2 separate regions of the Macaca mulatta genome follow, and region 1 is linked to region 2. A link is a contact called in public Hi-C data. All regions are on one chromosome and are shown on one strand. The core of a region is the stretch at or near the end of the contact, and the rest is flanking DNA. Distances in the headings are between cores, read along the strand shown.

Evidence for each region. Hi-C and Micro-C count contacts between places; a contact is called where the count stands out from the background.
Region 1: a Hi-C map of cortical neurons shows a contact between it and region 2, with 2.8 times the contacts expected there. The contact joins the promoter of ZNF235 here to the promoter of ZNF227 in region 2. A contact is called at or near these places in 2 of 14 Hi-C or Micro-C datasets (cortical neurons and fetal cortical plate).

What each region holds. Positions count from the first base shown.
Region 1 is chr19:56,687,434-56,693,568 of T2T-MMU8v2.0, forward strand. ZNF235 (zinc finger protein 235) reads right to left here and starts at 4,149. Exons shown (of 5, transcript XM_077983222.1): 1 at 3,813-4,149; 2 at 2,493-2,555. The coding sequence starts at 4,031.
Region 2 is chr19:56,596,462-56,602,453 of T2T-MMU8v2.0, forward strand. ZNF227 (zinc finger protein 227) reads left to right here and starts at 4,413. Exons shown (of 9, transcript XR_013410792.1): 1 at 4,413-4,638; 2 at 4,961-5,119.

The sequences.
Region 1 (6,135 bases), core at 2,899-5,398, 91 kb after region 2:
TCTCGGCCAGCTCATATGGTTATTTCCTTAAATAAGTTCCGGCTGGGCGCAATGGCTCACTTCTGTAATCCCAGCACTTTTTAGAGGTTGAGGTGGGCGGATCACTTGAGGTCAGGAGTTCGAGACCAGCCCAACCAACATGGTGAAACCCTGTCTCTACTAAAAATACAAAAATTAGTTGGGCATAGTGGCGCAAACCTGTAATCCCAGCTACTCGGGGGGCTGAGGCAGGAGAATCGCTTGAACCTGGCAGGTGGAGGTTGCAGTGAGTCAAGTTCATGTCACTGCACTCCAGCCTGAATGAGAGAGCAAGATTCTGTCTCCAAAAAAAAAAAAAGATAAGTTCCAAGAAGTGGTAATTACATTGTAAAAAAAATATATATACCTTTGTTTTGCTGGTCTTTGTTTTGCTGGTATAATGTTAATTTTCTCAACTAACTCTTCCTGTAAGAGATTGTAAGTACTCCCGATTCTCTGTACTCTGGCCAAAACTGGACTTTATATTATTTTTTTAAAATCTTGAACAATTTGGTGAGTGATATAAACAGCTATTTAATTTTTTTAAAGATGATCTGATATTATTTTTCTTCACATATTGCCTTTGCTTAATCCTATTGGGATTTTTCATGTATCAATAACATTACTATTAAGGATATTAAGTCATTTTCTAGAATATATAAATTCCTACCCTTGCACCTGTTTCCTATTTGTCTCATAAAGTCTGTATATGGCATTTTTCTGTATGGAAATTAACATTTTTTATCTGAAGACACTGCTCATCCCTACATTTGTTTTGGCTGGAGTTCTGATCATCCATGTACTAAACAACTTGATGACATACCTGGCAAAGAGTCATGCACTGAGAAAGGGAATCTGGTGAAGAGCAATGTTATTTTTGGAGCTCTTCATCCACCAGGACATGCCAGGGACACATACACGTGTAGCGTAGCCTCAGGTCCCTGAATAGTCTCTTCTGTTTTTTCCTTTTTTGAGACAGTCTCACTCTGTCGCCCAGGCTGGAGTGTAGTGGTGTGATCTCGGCTCACTGCAACCTCCGCCTCCCAGGTTCAAGCAATTTTCCTGCCTCATCTACACGAGTAGCTGGGATTACAGGCACGTGCCACCACACCCAGCTAATTTTTGTATTTTAAGTAGAGACAGGGTCTCACCACGTTGACCACGCTGATCTCAAACTCCTGACCTCAAGTGATCCACCCACATCAGCCCCAAAGTGCTGGGATTACAGGTGAGCCACTGTGTCTGGCCTTCACCCAAATGAAATACCTGAAACTTCTGGCTTAGGCACGGAAAGCTTTAACTTCAGCTGGGCATTGAGTGGACTTCACTAAGTCTAAAGGTTCACACCTGTCTATGTTTAAAATACAGGTAAGGCCATCTACATCCTCACAAAGCTGTTCCATGGAGCAAATTTCCTGGCGAATCTCCAAGTGCTATAAAACTTTTAAACTAAGTATGTACATCTTTAAAATATAATAACATGTTAATGAATAAAACAGATACTTAACTATAATACAAGGTTTTACTTAAAGAAAGAAATCTAGCTCTTGTTTGAAACTAAAATTACTTTCTCTGAGTTTGGCATCAGTCAGATGCTACTGCACCAAGCTATACTTTATTCTTTCCATAAAATGAGGTGTCGTGTACGAGAAAATGAGTCTAAAACTTTAAAGATTTAAAAAAATGGTAGAATTCTCAAAATTCCTATTTGGGAAGAGAAGTTATATGGGGAAAAACTGCTATTGTCAATGTCCTTAAAATGGCAAAATTCATAGATTACATAAACATGGAGAATGAGGAAAAATAAAATCAGATAAAAGATGGAAAATGACATGATAAAACGTAGGTGATATAAAATTAAATTTAAAAAACTCAAAATTGTACGTAAAGTACGATTATATATATTTGTGAGTGCAAATGAAAAGGAAGGTGGGAAATTATTGGTAAACATATTTGTAATGTGAGAGTTGTTTTCCACTTAAAAAATGTATCTGTTAGGCCAAGGCAGGAGGATCGCTTGAGCCCAGCAGTTCAAGACCAGCCTGGGCAACACAGGAATATCCCCTCTCTATTAAAAATAATTAGCCGGTTGTGGCGGTACGTGCCTGTGGTCCCAGCTACTCAAGAGGCTAAGGTGGGAGGATCTATTGAGCCCAGGAGGCCCAGAATGCAGTAAGCCACTGCACTCCAGCCTGGGAAACAAGGTGAGACTCTGTCTCTAAATATATATATTTAGAAATTTATATTTACATATATAAATATATTACACAGAAATAGATTTTAAAATATTTAAGATATATATATATATCTGTTAATGTTTATACTATTATTTGGAAATAAAAGGCAAGAGCCCGGCATATAACAATCTTTCAAGCACCTTTCGTTCCCTTTACTCTTCCAAATGGGAAAAATGTGTCCAATCTTTGTGCAATGAGATGTCATTTTAAGAAACCAGAAAGGCAAAATAAACTTACCTGGAACTTGGTCATTTTCCCCCTCTTCCTTCCGGGAAAAGGCGGAGTTCCGGGGGAGTGAACCTGGGGGAGGCAAAGGCATCATGAGATAGGTTAGGGATGCCACTAGTCAACATGGCACTTTATGTGGCACTTTAGAGAAAGGTCTCCCTTTCTCTAGGCAGGCACAGTTACACACAGCTTAGTGAGAACGGGAGCTGGATCCCAGCTACCACTGGGCCCCCTCACCCAGCTGCTTTTGTTCATGAACATTTCATATTAACAGACCTAAATCAAATGCAGCTCCCTGCGTACTCCTTCTGAACCTTAGTCTCCAAGGAAATGAGACAAAGACAGGCAGGGTAATGTAACAGAGCCAAAATGCCTGGCTTCAAATTTTGGCATTTCTACTTATTTTCTACTGATCAGTATAAACAGTATAAGCAGTATAAACCTTAAGCGAATTATTAATCTCTCTGTGCCTTAATTCAGTCACCTGTAAATGGGGAAAATAATGCCTGTATTCTCTATTTCCTGCAGCTTCTGACAAGCAAGTGCTATTATGCTTCATAAAACTGCCCTTTTGAGTATGCTTTCTAGAAAATGAATCTTTCAAGAAACCCAGAACTCAAAGATAATTGCTCTGTCCTGTGAGTTACCATGACCCTCAGAAAAGTCTGTAACTGTGATTGGTTGTCTAACATAATTAGGTCCGTTGGTAATGACAGTTAAACTGCTACGGATTTTTTTTTCCTCCAATAGATGTAATTACTTGCAAATGTTACTCAGCTGGAGGAGCCTCAAGAAAGTCTCTTTTTCCATATGCATGAAAGCAATGACTACTAAAAACCTAAAACTCTCTAAGAAATGCTGTTACACTTAAGTTAACCACACGGGATTACTGGTTACAACCACATAATACTGAACATTTATTAGCGCCTCAGGACACCTCTGGCACTCTGCAAATCTGTAATGACGATCGCTTCTCTGAGATAAAACACAGAGGACATTCCCCAGGCTCCGGCTGGAACTAATCTCCTGTCAAGAGGCTAGAAAAGTACAAGAATCCAGGAACGGCCCCACATCAGGCAAGGATTAGAGAAGGGACAGCGGCTCCGTAGCTGGATCTCCGACCCCATCCCAGGTTCAGAGGAGTTTCCAAACAACAGGCGTCTTTTTGAGTATAACAGAATTAACGGCGGCATCCAACATTTTCCTATGCACTGGTTTTAAGCTTATTTCTATAAAATCTCATTTAATTCTCACAAGAACATCACTGGGAACGCACTAACCCTTTACAGGCACGAGGAAACTGAGACAAGGAGAGATTAAGTAACTTGCCCAATATTTTGCCGCGAGGAGCAGGCAGGACTGGCTCGTAAGTGCGTGAGGCTGGCTAGGGCAGCAGAGAGGGCGGGAGACCCTCAACCTCGAAGCACGACGCGAGCCCGCCCCCAACGCAAGAGGTTCCGCCAAGGGGACGCAAACTCCCGCAGTCTCCCAACCCTGCCCTCGAGCGCTGGCCACAGCTTCTCTTCCCCAAGCCAAGGACCGGTTCATCGCTGGCCCCACGCCCAGGCCAAGAGGGCTCGGAGAAGTCTTGGAGACCCGGAGCTGACTCACCTCCCTGGGAGCTATCTCAGGTCCGACCTCGCCTTCCTGGAGCGGAAGTGCCTGCGAGTGCCCACGGTTCGTGGACTCCACTTCCCAGAATTCCTAAGCGGAAGCGTCTCAGAGTTCTCTCACTCCTGGACTACAGTTCCCAGAATGCTCCAAGGGTCGTGCTTCCCACCAGCTGGGTTTTGTTTTGACTCAAGCCGGTTGGGTTTGAGACACTTCTCTGGCGCTACTACTGTCAGATTCCTTTTAGTTTTATTCATTTTAAAAATTCATGAGAAAATAATTGTAAAATTTTTAAAGTGATGGCATATAAAAGTGAAAAGTTCAGCTTGTATTATGAAAATAAGCTAGAAACCAAAATTTTTAGCAGAAACAAAGGGTAGGCTAAAAATGGGAAGCGTAAAAGTGACTTAGGCTGAGCTCCGATGGACGCCGAACGTTAAGGAATACCAGATCTCAAACTTGTGTCAAATGCCGGCTCCCCGAATATCATCAGCTCAACCTGTTGATAAGACAAACAACGGAATTTGTTGCTGATTGCAGCAATGGAGGACAACACTTCGACGGAGCGTTGGCACCTTCACAGAGCAAAGTGTCAAGGCAAGGTTGGAACTGATTGAGAACTGGATGTTTAAGGCGGGTCTTTCATTGCAAGGGATTTTATTAGTATTGCATAATGATCATGATACTACAGTCCGGGATTGGTGGATATAGCAAGGATTTTTGAAACAAAAAATCTTAAGGTGCAATCTATTGGTACTTTCTTTGGAAGAGATTGAAAATTTGATGGGTCTCTGCGGAAGCATAATGAACAATTAAACAGTTTGCTTGGGCAGGAATCTCCTCGAATAAAGGCCTGCTGATGAAGACAGCTGAACAATCATGTTAGTGCCGAAAGTAAATTGTGATGAAACGGGAAAAGTTCGCTTGTCCCCCTCCCAGGGCATGTAATGGGGGTGTGGCTCGTTTCTTCGTGCCCAGCTGCTCAAACCTCTAGGGGGAGCCTGCACACGGCAGGTTGCAGAGCTCCAACCCAACGACAGTGTCTAGGGGTGAATGTTTACAGCTCCTGAAGCCCCAGTGGGCGTATTTCACAGGGTACTTTTTTAGTTTAGCCATCCATAGGAGGCTTGTGTTAGCTCAATTAGACCCCTGCCTTATCGCAAGCACAAGAGGCGTCTTGTATCCCAGAGTTTCTTGCCTTGGTGTACCAGAAGAATCGTATCACACATGGGCTTGGAGAAAGACTGCAAGGTTTTACTTGCACATAAGTTTACTTATGAATGATCTATGGGGAAAGCTCTTCCCAAATACCTGAGGCTTTTCACCTTTCATGGGGATCGGGCTAATGCATAGCTGTTCATTTGGAAGAGGGTATTACAATTCATGAACTCCAGGGCTTAATCTCCACATTTGCCTAAGTTTGGAAGATCCTGAGATTTTTATTTTCCTTTACATACCCAATCTGCTTTAAAAATTTCCTGATTACCTAAAAGTATCTTATGACTGGTTTGTCAAATCAATATCCAGTCTATTCATTTTATTTATCTACTTAGGTGTATTTATTATTGAACACTACTGCATCATCCCCTTTTTCAGACCCTGGCCTGTTGAAGGAATTAGGTCAGTTGTTATGATGTTACACATTCTGGATTTCTCCAACTTTTTTGGCCTCTGTCCCTAGTTCCTGGGAGATGGCATTTAAACTCTTAAAATATCCTGAATTATAGAAGCTGTTTGTTATTCACGGTGGGCCACTCACACTCTATCTGACAGATTGTCTCTGACAGAAACACATCATGGGCCTCTAGATAAGTTATGCTAGTGAGATTACTTCAGATAGGTGCTGGTTACACCAGACAGATCGATCATGTGATTTGAAGTTTAGGACTCTGAGCCAAATAACATCAGCCTGTGTAGAGGATGGGGGCTAGAGATTGAGTTACACGTCAGTTCTTCAATCAATCACACCTATGTAATAAAGCCCTAATAAAATCTATGAATACAAGCTTGGATAGACTTCTTTGGTTGGCAAGTATTCTCA
Region 2 (5,992 bases), core at 3,163-5,662:
GAATAAAAATATTATTTAAAAATTCCGCCGTATGTGTACAGTCAAGCAGTTTTAAACTTTTTATACAGTTTTACTTTTGACTACTCTGTACATAAGTTCTCAAGATTAATGATTTTTCAATAAGAGGACTCATCATTTACTGCAAATTCTTTTATACATTTATTCTAAATTTACTTGAGAATCCAGTCTTAGTTAACTAACTTTATCCGAAGTGATAATAAAATTTCTCTTACCTCATCTGCTAGCCGATTTACAGTTTAAAGAGAGGCACCATGGTTAAACTCTTACAGTGTTAGGGACAGCGGGTTGTTATTTTCTCAGATATTTATATTCAAAAGGGACAAATCTCAGAACTTTCACAAATACTTCTATGTTGTACACCTGGCTAGAGGCTCACATAGCCTCTAACGAAATTTACATGCATATCAAAAGGTTAGAGAAAGGATTCAGAAGCACTAGGTTTCTTATGGAAATGCTCTAAGAAGAAAAGGGAAGACGAACCCTAAAACGTTCAGTTACTAAGAGAACGTCCATATGAACCCAAGAATTTGAAGCCTCAAGTCTGTGTTCATATTCTCCACGCTGTACATTTTTCTTAGAACCATGCAAAATAATCTTGTATATGGTTTGTGGAAGTCTTTTTCTATCAGGTTTGGATCTGGGGCTTTAGAGTCTATGTTCTCCTTATAGAAATAATGCATGACCATTATAGAGAGATTAGAAAATACGGAAGTGTATAAAAGGAAATGAAAGTTACCCATATTCACTGCTGTATATTTAAACAATTAGCTGGGTGTGGTGTCGCATACCTATAGTCCCAGCTACTTGGGATGCTGAGGTGGGAGGATCGCTTGAGCTCAGGAGTTTGAAGCTGCAGTGAGCTACTATCACGGCACTGCACTCCAGCTTGGATGACAGCGAGACCCCATCCCTTTAACCCATAATCTCAGGATTTAGAGATAACCACTGCTAACATTTTAAATGCATTTATTCATTGGTGCCATACCACCCACATGGTATTTCTGTAATTTTTCTTATAGAAATTCCCAAACATACACATAGATAAAATAGTGTTAATGACCCCAACCCCGCCATCATTTGTCTTTAACTCTTGTAAACATTTTGCCTATCTTATTGCATCTATTACTCTTCTCCCACATATGTTTTTGGTGGGTAGAGGAGGAATTTGACTATTTAAAATCAAAACCAAATCCTAGTCAGTAGAAATTAAAAGTAACTAACATAAAGTAATTATGAATGAAGAGCAAAGGAAGCAAATAACTTCAGAGTTTTCTTTCCTGGAAACTAGGAAGAAGGTAGTTATGTGAAAAACCTAAGGGAGAGGGAAACATTGAGATTTGGAAAGGAATAGTTATGAATTTGGCTTCCTTATTTGGAATGTTTTACTTAAGGTCTTTTAGATTTGATCTGTTTCTCCCTTAGGCTGCATGTTACTTTGTTGCAGGGACTATGTCCCATTCTTTACCATGTGCTTGCACCCAGCACAAGACTGGCAAGGAGGGGTTTAGTGTTTATGGTTTGTGGAGCTGCCCAGTATCTTGAAACAGAAACCTGCAGATCATTTAGGTTGTATTTAGAATTCCCAAAATGGAGGCCGGGCGCGGTGGCTCAAGCCTGTAATCCCAGCACTTTGGGAGGCCGAGGCGGGTGGATCACGAGGTCAGGAGATCGAGACTATCCTGGCTAACATGGTGAAACCCCGTCTCTACTAAAAATACAAAAAACTAGCCGGGCGTGGTGGCGGGCGCCTGTAGTCCCAGCTACTTGAGAGGCTGAGGCGGGAGAATGGCGTGAACCCGGGAGGCGGAGTTTGCAGTGAGCCGAGATCACGCCACTGCACTCCAGCCTGGGAGACACAGCGAGACTCCGTCTCAAAAAAAAAAAAAAGAATTCCCAAAATGGATTTAGGAAAAAATAAAAGGAGATAATGTCAATATTAGTGATCCTTTATCTCACTTTTGGTGGGATGCACTTGCATATTCTTCTAGTTTTTTCACAGTAATCAAAAGTTGATATGTGGTTATTGATAATATTTTAATGATCAAAGCAAATTTTTGTAGAAACCTTCCATCCATAATTTATGTGTCCTGTGTTTATCACCTGAGGTTAACATTTGCTAACTTTTTATAGGGTAGTCATGAATCAGGCAGAATTTCCAATGTTTTAGGTGTATTTATTCATTTGTACCTGATATCAACCCTATTATAGTCTCCATTTTACAAATGAAGAAAAAAGGGACAGAAGAAATGGAAGCACTAGTATTTTAATCTAGGAAGCTTCATACTAAGTCTGTAATCTTGGCTACTACACACTACTTTTATTAGTTTCCAAGGCAAGAACTCACAGTAAATCTTCCTAGAGCAGGGAATATTTAAGCTATGGATGAAGACTGTCACCCAGGAGGGAAAAGAGTAGCAGATTATGACAGAGGGGACAGCAAATACAAAGAATTTGAGGCTTTTTGTAGGAGTACAAATAATCCACTATGACTGGACATGTAGAGTGGAAAGTGGATTTGAAGAGAGAAACAGCATCTGGAAAATTCCTGTTTGTGTGACTTGTTAAAGCATTTGAACCTTCTCTTAAGGGCACTGGATAGACATGCAGGTGAAAATAATCAAATTTCCATTTTAGGAGATATACTTAACCTCTCTCTGCCTCTGGACCCCAAAGAGTAAACTAGAGGACATTACATTATTTGTCTTAAAAAAGTTGTGAAAATGGGCTAAGTGCAGTGGCTCATGCCTGTAATCCTAGCACTTTGGTAGGCTGATGTGGGTGGATCACCTGAGGTCAGGAATTCGAGACTAGTCTGGCCAAGATGGCAAAACCCCGTCTCTACTAAAAATACAAAAATTAGCTGGGCGCGGTGGTGGTGCTGGGGGGTGCCTATAACCCCAGCCACTCGCGAGGCTGAGGCAGAAGAATCGCTTGAACCCTGAGTGAGGCGGAGATTGCAGTGAGCCGAGATTGTGCCACTTCACTCCAGCCTGGGCAAAAGAGCGAAACTCCATCTAACAACAACAACAACACGAAAAAAGAAAAGAAAAAAGAAAAAAGTTGTGAAAATATAGCGAGGGTCCCAGAGTCTGAATAGTTTGGACTAGTTCCTGGCACATACTTGGTTCTTTATAAGAGATAGTTATATATAACAGAATAAAGAATATATATTTAGTAAATGAGAACTGCAAACGTACTGTAGTGGATATGTGGATATTTTTAGATATTGCTCTCTTCTTTCAACCCTCAATTCTTGGAAACATCAATTCCATCATACATTTAATAAGCAAATAAAGATCATGGTTTAAACACTGAAGTAATAAACTTGTTCATCTTTCAGAGTCAGAAACTCCTTGAGGAATGAATACAGTGGCCTCAGTTGCTTTGAGGAGTTGATCATACAATATGCCAAAGCTTGTGTTTTCTATGTCTAGCTATCTTCAGCAAGCAAGCTATTCTGAATTATATGACTGTGCTATTAACAAAAGTGGAAATCCACAATATATTCTGCCTTCCTTGCATTTTTTGGTTGTTCTTTCATTCTTTTTGTAACTAAAGAGTAGTTTTCCTATTAGTTGATCCTGTTAAATGTGAAAAAGGGTTTCCCCTGCCTTTTTTGGGGACGTGGTGGGTATAATTCTATTAGTACAGGATCACATGATCTGCTTCTTATAAACGTTTGTTTTATTTTTTGTTTTTCTGAGACAGAGTCTCACTCTGTCACCCAGGCTGGAGTGCAGTGGCACGATCTTGGCTCACTGCAACCTCCACCTCCCGGGTTCAAGTGTTTCTTCTGCCTCAGCCTCTCAAGTAGCTGGGACTACAGGCGCGCGCCACCACACCCGGCTAATTTTTATATTTTTAGTAGAGACAGGGTTTCATCATATTGGCCCAGGCTGGTCTCGAACTCGTGACCAAGTGATCTGCCCCCTCCAGCCCCCCAGCCTCCCAAAGTGCTGGGCTTACAGGCGTGAGCCACCGCGCCCGGCCTATAATCTTTTTTTTATTTTAGGGCTCCAATTCTTCACACATTTGCTGTTACTTTTTGTTAATAAGAAAAACCTAAATTCCACTGAAATCAGAGAACTGCTTCGGCCTGGCTAAACAGCAAGAAGCCATAAAGGGGATTCTGGATGTTGTAGTCCGGGAGCTCCGAGAATTTGGAGGTTCTTTTGTCACACTCTCGGTAACCCTCTCTCACTCGCTCTTTCTCTTCCTTTTTTGTTTGTTTGTTTGTTTGTTTTTTAAGCGCGAAGAGGGCGACAGCTGGATGATTCTTGCTCCTGGGAATTCTGGGAAACGTATTCCAGAACTCTGTCCGGAAACAATTGGGCCTCAGGAGCGCGGGCCTTCTGGGAAGGGTAGTTCAAGAGCTCTGGGCAGGGAGAGCCACTTCCGCCCCAGAAAGCGAGGCTGCCACCATCTTTTGGGTCTGGGAGGTGAGTCAACCCGTCACCCACCACGACCCCTCTTGAACCTTTTCAGCCTCCGCTTGGGAATAGGCGCACCCCAGCCATCAGTCTTAGGATGGAGAGGTCGCGGCCGCGGCGGAGGCCGAGAGGCCGAGGGTGGAAGTTTGCTCTCCTCCTGGACTTGGCGAGCAGCGCCGCTACTTCTGTGGGTATAATAAACAGCGAGTTAACTATGATCCGCGCTCCTATTTCCTCATCTTTAAAATAGCAGTAAAGATAGTAGTTACTGGGTAGGGTTGTAATTAGAATTAAACAAGATAATACGCGTGAAACCTTAGAACAGTGGTGGCACCAGATACTGGGTTGGCTTGTGCTGGTTATACAGTGATTACCTCACAAGCGCCCTTGTTACTGGAAGCTCCAGTGAAGAGAGAAGAAAGGTCAGGGCTTTATGTCTTGACGTATCCTTCAGGAGACCGAGCTCTTTCCGAACTTTTACTGATTTTTTTTTTTTTTTTTTTTTTAAGGAAGGATTGAGTCCTCGAGCTCCAATGCGTGGGGATATTTACTGCCATTTATCCGGGATGGAGACTCCATCGTGCTGACAGCGTCCTTTTATTCACCGGCTCCTAATTCGCAAAGAGGAGGAAGGAGGGACTTCTTGGCTTCTCCCAGCATAGCCCCAGGTACCTGCTCTTGAACGCACTTTGTTGCTCCGTTTTCTGCCCTTTCAGTTAGTCAAGTTTCCTTCACTCAGTAAGTTACTACTGAAAAATGATGAAATATTTGTTGAATAAATGTGAGAGTGGGTAGGAAAGCTATTTGGAAATGAGTATTACCAATAACATCTTACCACTTTGATTTTAAGCCTTTCGTCTGTGGACCATAGCTATTGATGAAGTAGGTCTAGTTATTATGTTATGAGGCAATTAGGCAGAGCTTATGTTATTAAATACTTTCCCGAAGTTATTCAACTGATAGTAAGAGGTGGATTTGGGATTGAACCCAAGCATTCCTTTTCAGAGTGTGTGATCTTTTTTGTTTGTTTTTGTTTCTTCGGTTTTTGTTGTTTATTTTCTATTCCTTTTTCAGTGTCTGTGATCTTAATGATATAGTCATCTTCAGTTATCTTAAATAGTAATCCATATGGCTACAGGTGAGTCGTTGGAAATCAGCCTTGGGAATGTAGGTATAGATTTTACTGTGGAAGACCTCAAAAACTGCACTGATGAATTTTGAATTTTTTAGAAAAATCTTACAACATCTCACTTAATTTCATTCCATGTCAAAATATGTCATATTCTGGTTATAGAAGTAATGAATGCTTATTATAGGATGCACTATCCAATCCAGTAGCTGTAAGCCATGTGTGCCCTAGGAGCACTTGAAATGTGTCTAGTTCAAATTGAGATGTGCTATAAGTGTTAAATACACACTGGATTTCAAAAACTTTGTGCAAAAAGTGTAAGATGCCTTACTGACAATTTTTTGTATTATTTGTCAAAATGGTAATATTTTGGATTCAATGGCTTAAATAAAATATATTGTTAAAATTAACT